2 separate regions of the Mus musculus genome follow, and region 2 is linked to region 1. The links are chromatin contacts, called in public HiCAR-type maps. All regions are on one chromosome and are shown on one strand. Each heading gives the region's core, a stretch centred on a gene start, on an enhancer-like site or on the middle of the called end of the contact. The rest is flanking DNA. Distances are from core to core; before and after follow the strand shown.

Region 1 (2,700 bases), core at 185-2,684:
CTTCAACGAGCCACTTTGCTTGTTTTTGCCACAGATTAGTGAGAGAAAAATTAAAAGTACATGAAGTACTTAACTGGGCTATATAATGATCCAGAGGTGGAAATCACAACCATAATAGTCCATTCTTGTGTCTGGCCATTCTGTTTAGGGTGCATCTTCAAACTGTCACGATCTGAATCAGCCAAGTGTTTCCTAACACTGTAGAAAGTAGGAAATAAAAGGCAGGCTGTGGTTTGTACCTCAACAAGAACATCCTCTGGAGGCTGCTCAGACCACACTGGCCAAGCAAGGCATTCTTGAGTAAGAGTGCAAACAGGAGTGAATTTAAAGCCTTCAGTGGGATTCAGTACCTAGATCCCAGCATCCCCAAGACCCACTCAACAGTGCATCCTCATCCAATGCTAGTACTTATTTATTTCTGTTTGATCTTTTAAATAATATATTTTATTTATTCTTTGACAATTTCATACAGGTATCCTGATCACACCCAACTTCCCCTCCTACTCTGCCACCCCCAACCCCCAACATGTTTCCCTCCCACCGTCCTTCCTTCCCCTTCCTTCCTTCCTTCCTTCCTTCCTTCCTTCCTTCCTTCCTTCCTTCCTTCCTTCCTTCCTTCCTTCCCTCCCTCCCTCCCTCCCTCCCTCCCTCCCTCCCTCCCTCCCTCCCTCCCTTCCTTGGCACTGAGTCCAATTACTGACCCCTGCTCTCACCCAATAGTAGCATCATTTTAAAAAGAGATCACGATGATTATTAGTGACTCACACCTTGGAGTACTCTAGCCAACTGCTGAGTGTTACCATTTCTGTACATCCATCTCTACAGGACTTAAGCAAGTCCCCCTCAGGTTGATGGTATCTCCTATCACATTTAGCATAATGCTTGACCCCACACAACAGGTGCTTCGTTTTGTTGAATGGCTGTAAGCAGCTTTTGTGGAAGCAAAACTAGCCCTTCAACCTGCCAAACTCTAAATGCTTACAAAACAAAACAAAACAAAACAAAACAAAAAAACAACCTGTCCAATTAATTTATTATGCAGTACTCTGTCCGGTCTGGGACATTCAATAATCTGGCTTTACCTCCATTTCTGGGAAACAACCTCCCTGTTGCCCCAGAGTCCTTTAAATATGACGGTGGCCGTTTCCTCAGACCTTTCTGGATCAGAGCCCCACTTTTGTGTGGGGTTTGGCAGAGCTCATCTTCGCAGCCTGGGGACTGCGGTGTGTGGTCCTGGTGGTGATGTATGGTGGTGGCCTCGCGTGGTTGCCCGGGCCCACCGCACCGCAGCGAGCTGCACCAACCCAGCCGCGGGCACGCGTGTCCTGACCCCCGACGGCCGCAGTTGGGCGCGGCGACCACGTCCCATGCCCGTGGGCCAGAGCGGAGGGGGTGGCGGCGACAGCCCCGCCCACCGGGCCGTGCGCCCCGCCCACGCGCGAGGGGAGGAGCTGGAGCGGAGTAGGGAGGAGAGGTCGGGCGGTCCCGGGAGCGCGGAGAGCCGGACTCCCAGGCGGCGGCAGCAGCGGCGGCGGCGGCGACGACGGCGAAGAGTGAGTGCCAAGGTAGCGCCGGGACCGGACGGGGCGGGGCGGTCGCCGCTACTTCGGGGCCGCCTGTGGGTCCCGCGGGCTGGCAGCGGGCTGGAGCTAGGGAGCGGAGGAAGGAAGCGCGTGCTGCGGGCGCTCTGGGCCGCGGAAGGGGAGTGGGAGCGAGGCCAGCCGGGGCCCACAGACGCGAGAGCCCGCTGGGGCGCGAGTGGCCCCTGAGGCTGGGTCTCCGTAGCTGCCTCGCTCGGCCTCGCCCCGCCGGAGGAAGGCCCGGGAAAAGCCGCCAGGTCGCGGTGGTGCGGGAGGAGCCGGTCGGAGCCGCCACGCACGCCCCTCCTCCGATCTCTAGACGCGCGTGGGTTGGCAGCCTCGGTACTGGGTCTTCACAGGGGGGTGGCGGCGGGTAAGGAGCTGATCGTGGAGAGAATTCGGGTGACACTTCACGAGGGACCCTGCGGCGGTGACTGGAACAGGAAGGTCGGAGTTCAAACTTGAGCCTTGTGTGCTTTTTTTATATTTTTTTTTAAATGTAGCGCCTGAAGCTTAGCCCGTGGGTTTAAAAAACTCCTCTTTATTTTAGTTAGGGCCTGTCAATTAAACTTCATTTTAAGACGCCATTGCTAGTGTCTCCTGACACTCGTTTATCCTTTTAAGTCTGTGGATGCCTTGTAAACTTGACTTAACTTTCACAAAGGGAGCCGTGATTCTTGTTAAACTTTAAGCAACTGGAAATCAGCTGGAAGGATCTGCCGAGGCCTGTGGTCTCGTGGTCCTCCTGTGCGGGCGTGGCTGTGCACAAACAAGTGGGTAGGAAAGGACGCAGCCCCACGCTTGAGCTGGAGGGGAGATCTGTGCCCATGTGCCAGGGCACGTTTAAACGCAGCTCCAAGTGGAAACACTGGGGATGTCTTAGGCCTTGTTGGACGGACTTCACATGATTCGTCTCATTCCGGTCAGTTATTTCCTCTCCCCACTGCTCTTTAGACACTGTTTATATTTCCTGGGGCGATCGTAGCGTCTCCTGAATAGATTGTCTATAATGAATCTTTTGGATGTTGTCAGAGCCAGGCTCTGTGTCTGTGTGTTCTCAATGTTTAAAGCAATAGCTTGGCTGTGTTTTGAGAGTGCTGGTCACCCTGCTGCACCATTG
Region 2 (2,700 bases), core at 193-2,692, 36 kb after region 1:
TCAAAATTAAGAATATTGTAGTCTGTAATTTAATCACAAAGTCCTTATCTGTTCCTGTTAGCTCCCAAATGAATGAAACAAAGATTAAGTTTATTAACAATCTGTAAGCCTAGGCTAGGCAGGTTCTGAGCTGTTCTAATCCTCTAGGGCTGTTTTTCAGCCACATGGTTCTTGACCTTCAATCTGAGTCTGCCCCTGGTTTGCTCTGCTCCATGTGTGTCCTCATGATGAATCCCTTGGCAACCTGCTTTGTTAAGACTCCTCTTAGACCCTCTGCCTTATGGCCACCTCTTGGTCTCTCCACTGGGTCTCTCTCTTTTTTCTTCATGATCCTTCCTCTCCTTCTCCATGGGACCCCTGGCTGGGATCACAGTCCAGCCTTCCTATCTCCTCTGCCCAGCCATAGGCTGACCAGCTTCTTATCAACCAGTCCGATACTTACACAACACTGGTATAGCAGATGGTTCCATAATCATAACGGTGCTAGCTAGTGTCATTAGATCTCTGGACACAGGAATCAGCATTTGAATATACAGTGTATAAGACTCACTCGCAACACAGTATCTTGTTTGGGGGCCAGCAAAATGGCTAAGTGGGCAAAGGCACTTTCTGCCATGTCTGGTGTGAGTTTGATTCTCAGAACCTATGTGGTCCCTCAAGTTGTTCCTGACCTCCACATGCATGCTAGGGCATGAGTGTACCTCTTCACCACAATAAATAAATACAATAAACATTTTTTTAAAAGAATGCCTTGTTTTTAAGAAAGAATCCCAAAGTCTCACCTTTAAAAGCTCCAGAAAGATTATGCTTTAAGAAGTAGACAGGTGAGGGGCTAGAGAGATGGTTCAGTGGTTAAGACTACGGGCTGCTCTGGCAGAGGACTCAGGTTCACTTCCCGGCATGTACATGGCAGCTCACAACTGCCTACAACTCACGTTCTAGGGGATCCAACACCTTCACACAGACGTACATCCGGGCAAAACACCAATGCACATAAAAATAAAAAGAAAGAGGAAGAGATGAACCAGGTGGTTGTCATAGACCTGTGTTCTGTTACAGACCCAGCACTCAGGACACTGGCTCAGGTAGATTTCAAGTACTAGGCAAGCCTGAGCTGTAGAGACCCCGTCTTACAGCAAACATAAAGGATAGGGAAGAGCAGCTGGTGAGATGGTTCACCAAGTACAGTACTTGCTGAACTCCCAGACTTCCACAGCCCCCACCTCACAACAAAAATAAATAAAATGTAAAACGAAAACCAATTGAAAAAAGAAAAGCCAGTTGGCACTTGCTCTAACTTGTTGGAGCTGACTGAGCCGCCTTAGTGAGGCAAACAAAGGGAGGTGAAAGTATGATGGGAAATAGTGGTCTCTGTGGGGTTCCCTTCTCTACTACCCCGACAGATGCCAGGGTAGAGTGGCTGTCCCTAGAGCTAACACTGCCTACTTAGTGTGTTCTCATCAATGGAACTCATTCATGAAGAAGAAACACTGCCCCTCTGAAAGGCACCGATATCAGCCAAGCTGCCTGAACCCAAAAGGACCCACTTGGGAAGGGTTTGTGCTTGTTTCTAAAACTCCCTCTCCCAGGAGTTTTCTTAATGTTCTACAGTGTTTTCTTAATGTTCTACAGTGTTTTCAGTGGCTGTTGGCCCCAAACTTCATTGAACCAAGCAACAAAAGTAGTGGAGCAACCCACTTGGCACTGAGATCAGAGCCAGCAGTATTTAGAAGTAGCTGGAAGAAGCTGTGCTCCTCACCACGATAGGGCAAATAGGATGTAATGTTAAAGTAGCAAAGCCTGAAGGCCTTAAGAGACAGGGGACTGAAGAACAGCAGTTGCCTACCAAACATTTCCACTATAGCCATGATATTTTCTATTGAACTCATATAACTTCTTTGCAAGTCAACATGGCATTATTTATTTATTTATTTATGTGGTTTCTTTGTTTGTTTGTTTGTCATTTTTGGAAATGAGAAACATTTTCCTAGTACTAACTAAAACTCAGTTCAACAGAAAATATTTCTGGCCAATTTATAGTACCTGTGGGAGATGGGAAGATGCTTCAGTGGGCAGCGTGCTTGCTGTGCAAGCCTGAGGACCTGAGTTTCCAAACTCCAGCAGCCATGTAAAAGCCAGGCAAAGCAGCACTGGTGGTGGAGGCAGGTGGACCCCAGAGCTTGGTGGCCAGTCTAGCCAAATCAGTAAACTTGAGGTTTAGGCTGGAAATTGATTGAAGAAGACACCTGTTCTCAGCATCTCAGGCCACATGCATGCGCCCATATTCGAGCATGTGTGCTTGCTTGCGCTCAAGTTCTCTCTCTCTCTCTCTCTCTCTCTCTCTCTCCCTCTCTCTCTCTCTCTTTCCCTCCCTCCCTCCCTCCCCACATGCATATAAACTAAATACAGTTTTTATTAGATACTTATTCTTGTCAGGCTTCATTTCAGGCCCTGGGGTACATCATTAAACATACAGTCTGTTTGCTCATGGAGTTTTCATTTCAGTGAGAGAGAGGCATGTAAGTCAATAGCTAGAAAGGAGAGCATCAGAAGTTACACTGACATAGCAAAGCAATGTGGAGGAGGGCTCTTCTGAAGAAACCTGGAGGACCAGAAGAAACCAGATAGGCAGGAGTAGGTGTCTGCTTATGGTCCCAGTAGAAAAGTGAATATACTTGAAGGCCTCAAGACTGGAGCTTG

Evidence for each region. HiCAR-type assays count read pairs that join an accessible place to other places.
Region 2: a HiCAR-type map of astrocytes shows a contact between it and region 1, with 5 times the contacts expected there. The contact joins the enhancer-like site here to the promoter of Gng12 in region 1. A contact is called at or near these places in 10 of 39 promoter capture datasets (the 3T3-L1 cell line, the HPC-7 cell line, cancer-associated fibroblasts and 5 more), 2 of 15 datasets of contacts at CTCF or cohesin (CD8 T cells and the NIH/3T3 cell line), 36 of 484 Hi-C or Micro-C datasets (the AML12 cell line, CD4 T cells, DN2 thymocytes and 25 more), 12 of 115 datasets of contacts at active chromatin or transcription factors (the HPC-7 cell line, astrocytes, a beta-TC-6 cell line and 7 more) and 2 of 9 other capture datasets (liver and pancreatic islet).

What each region holds. Positions count from the first base shown.
Region 1 is chr6:66,894,963-66,897,662 of GRCm38.p6, forward strand. Gng12 (guanine nucleotide binding protein (G protein), gamma 12) reads left to right here and starts at 1,435. Exons shown (of 5, transcript NM_025278.5): 1 at 1,435-1,565. It overlaps 4930597O21Rik (a long non-coding RNA gene), which reads right to left. Exons shown (of 3, transcript XR_003956381.1): 2 at 1,083-2,055; 3 at 1-198.
Region 2 is chr6:66,930,924-66,933,623 of GRCm38.p6, forward strand. All of the region lies in intron 2 of Gng12 (guanine nucleotide binding protein (G protein), gamma 12), which reads left to right. Among named protein-coding and RNA genes, the nearest start is that of 4930597O21Rik, 8.1 kb to the left of the region's middle. Within about 2 kb of position 1,443, at least 31 of the 459 cell types and tissues checked have an H3K27ac peak or open chromatin away from gene starts, as enhancers often do. A contact at or near this core is called in astrocytes and forebrain, where this site is marked.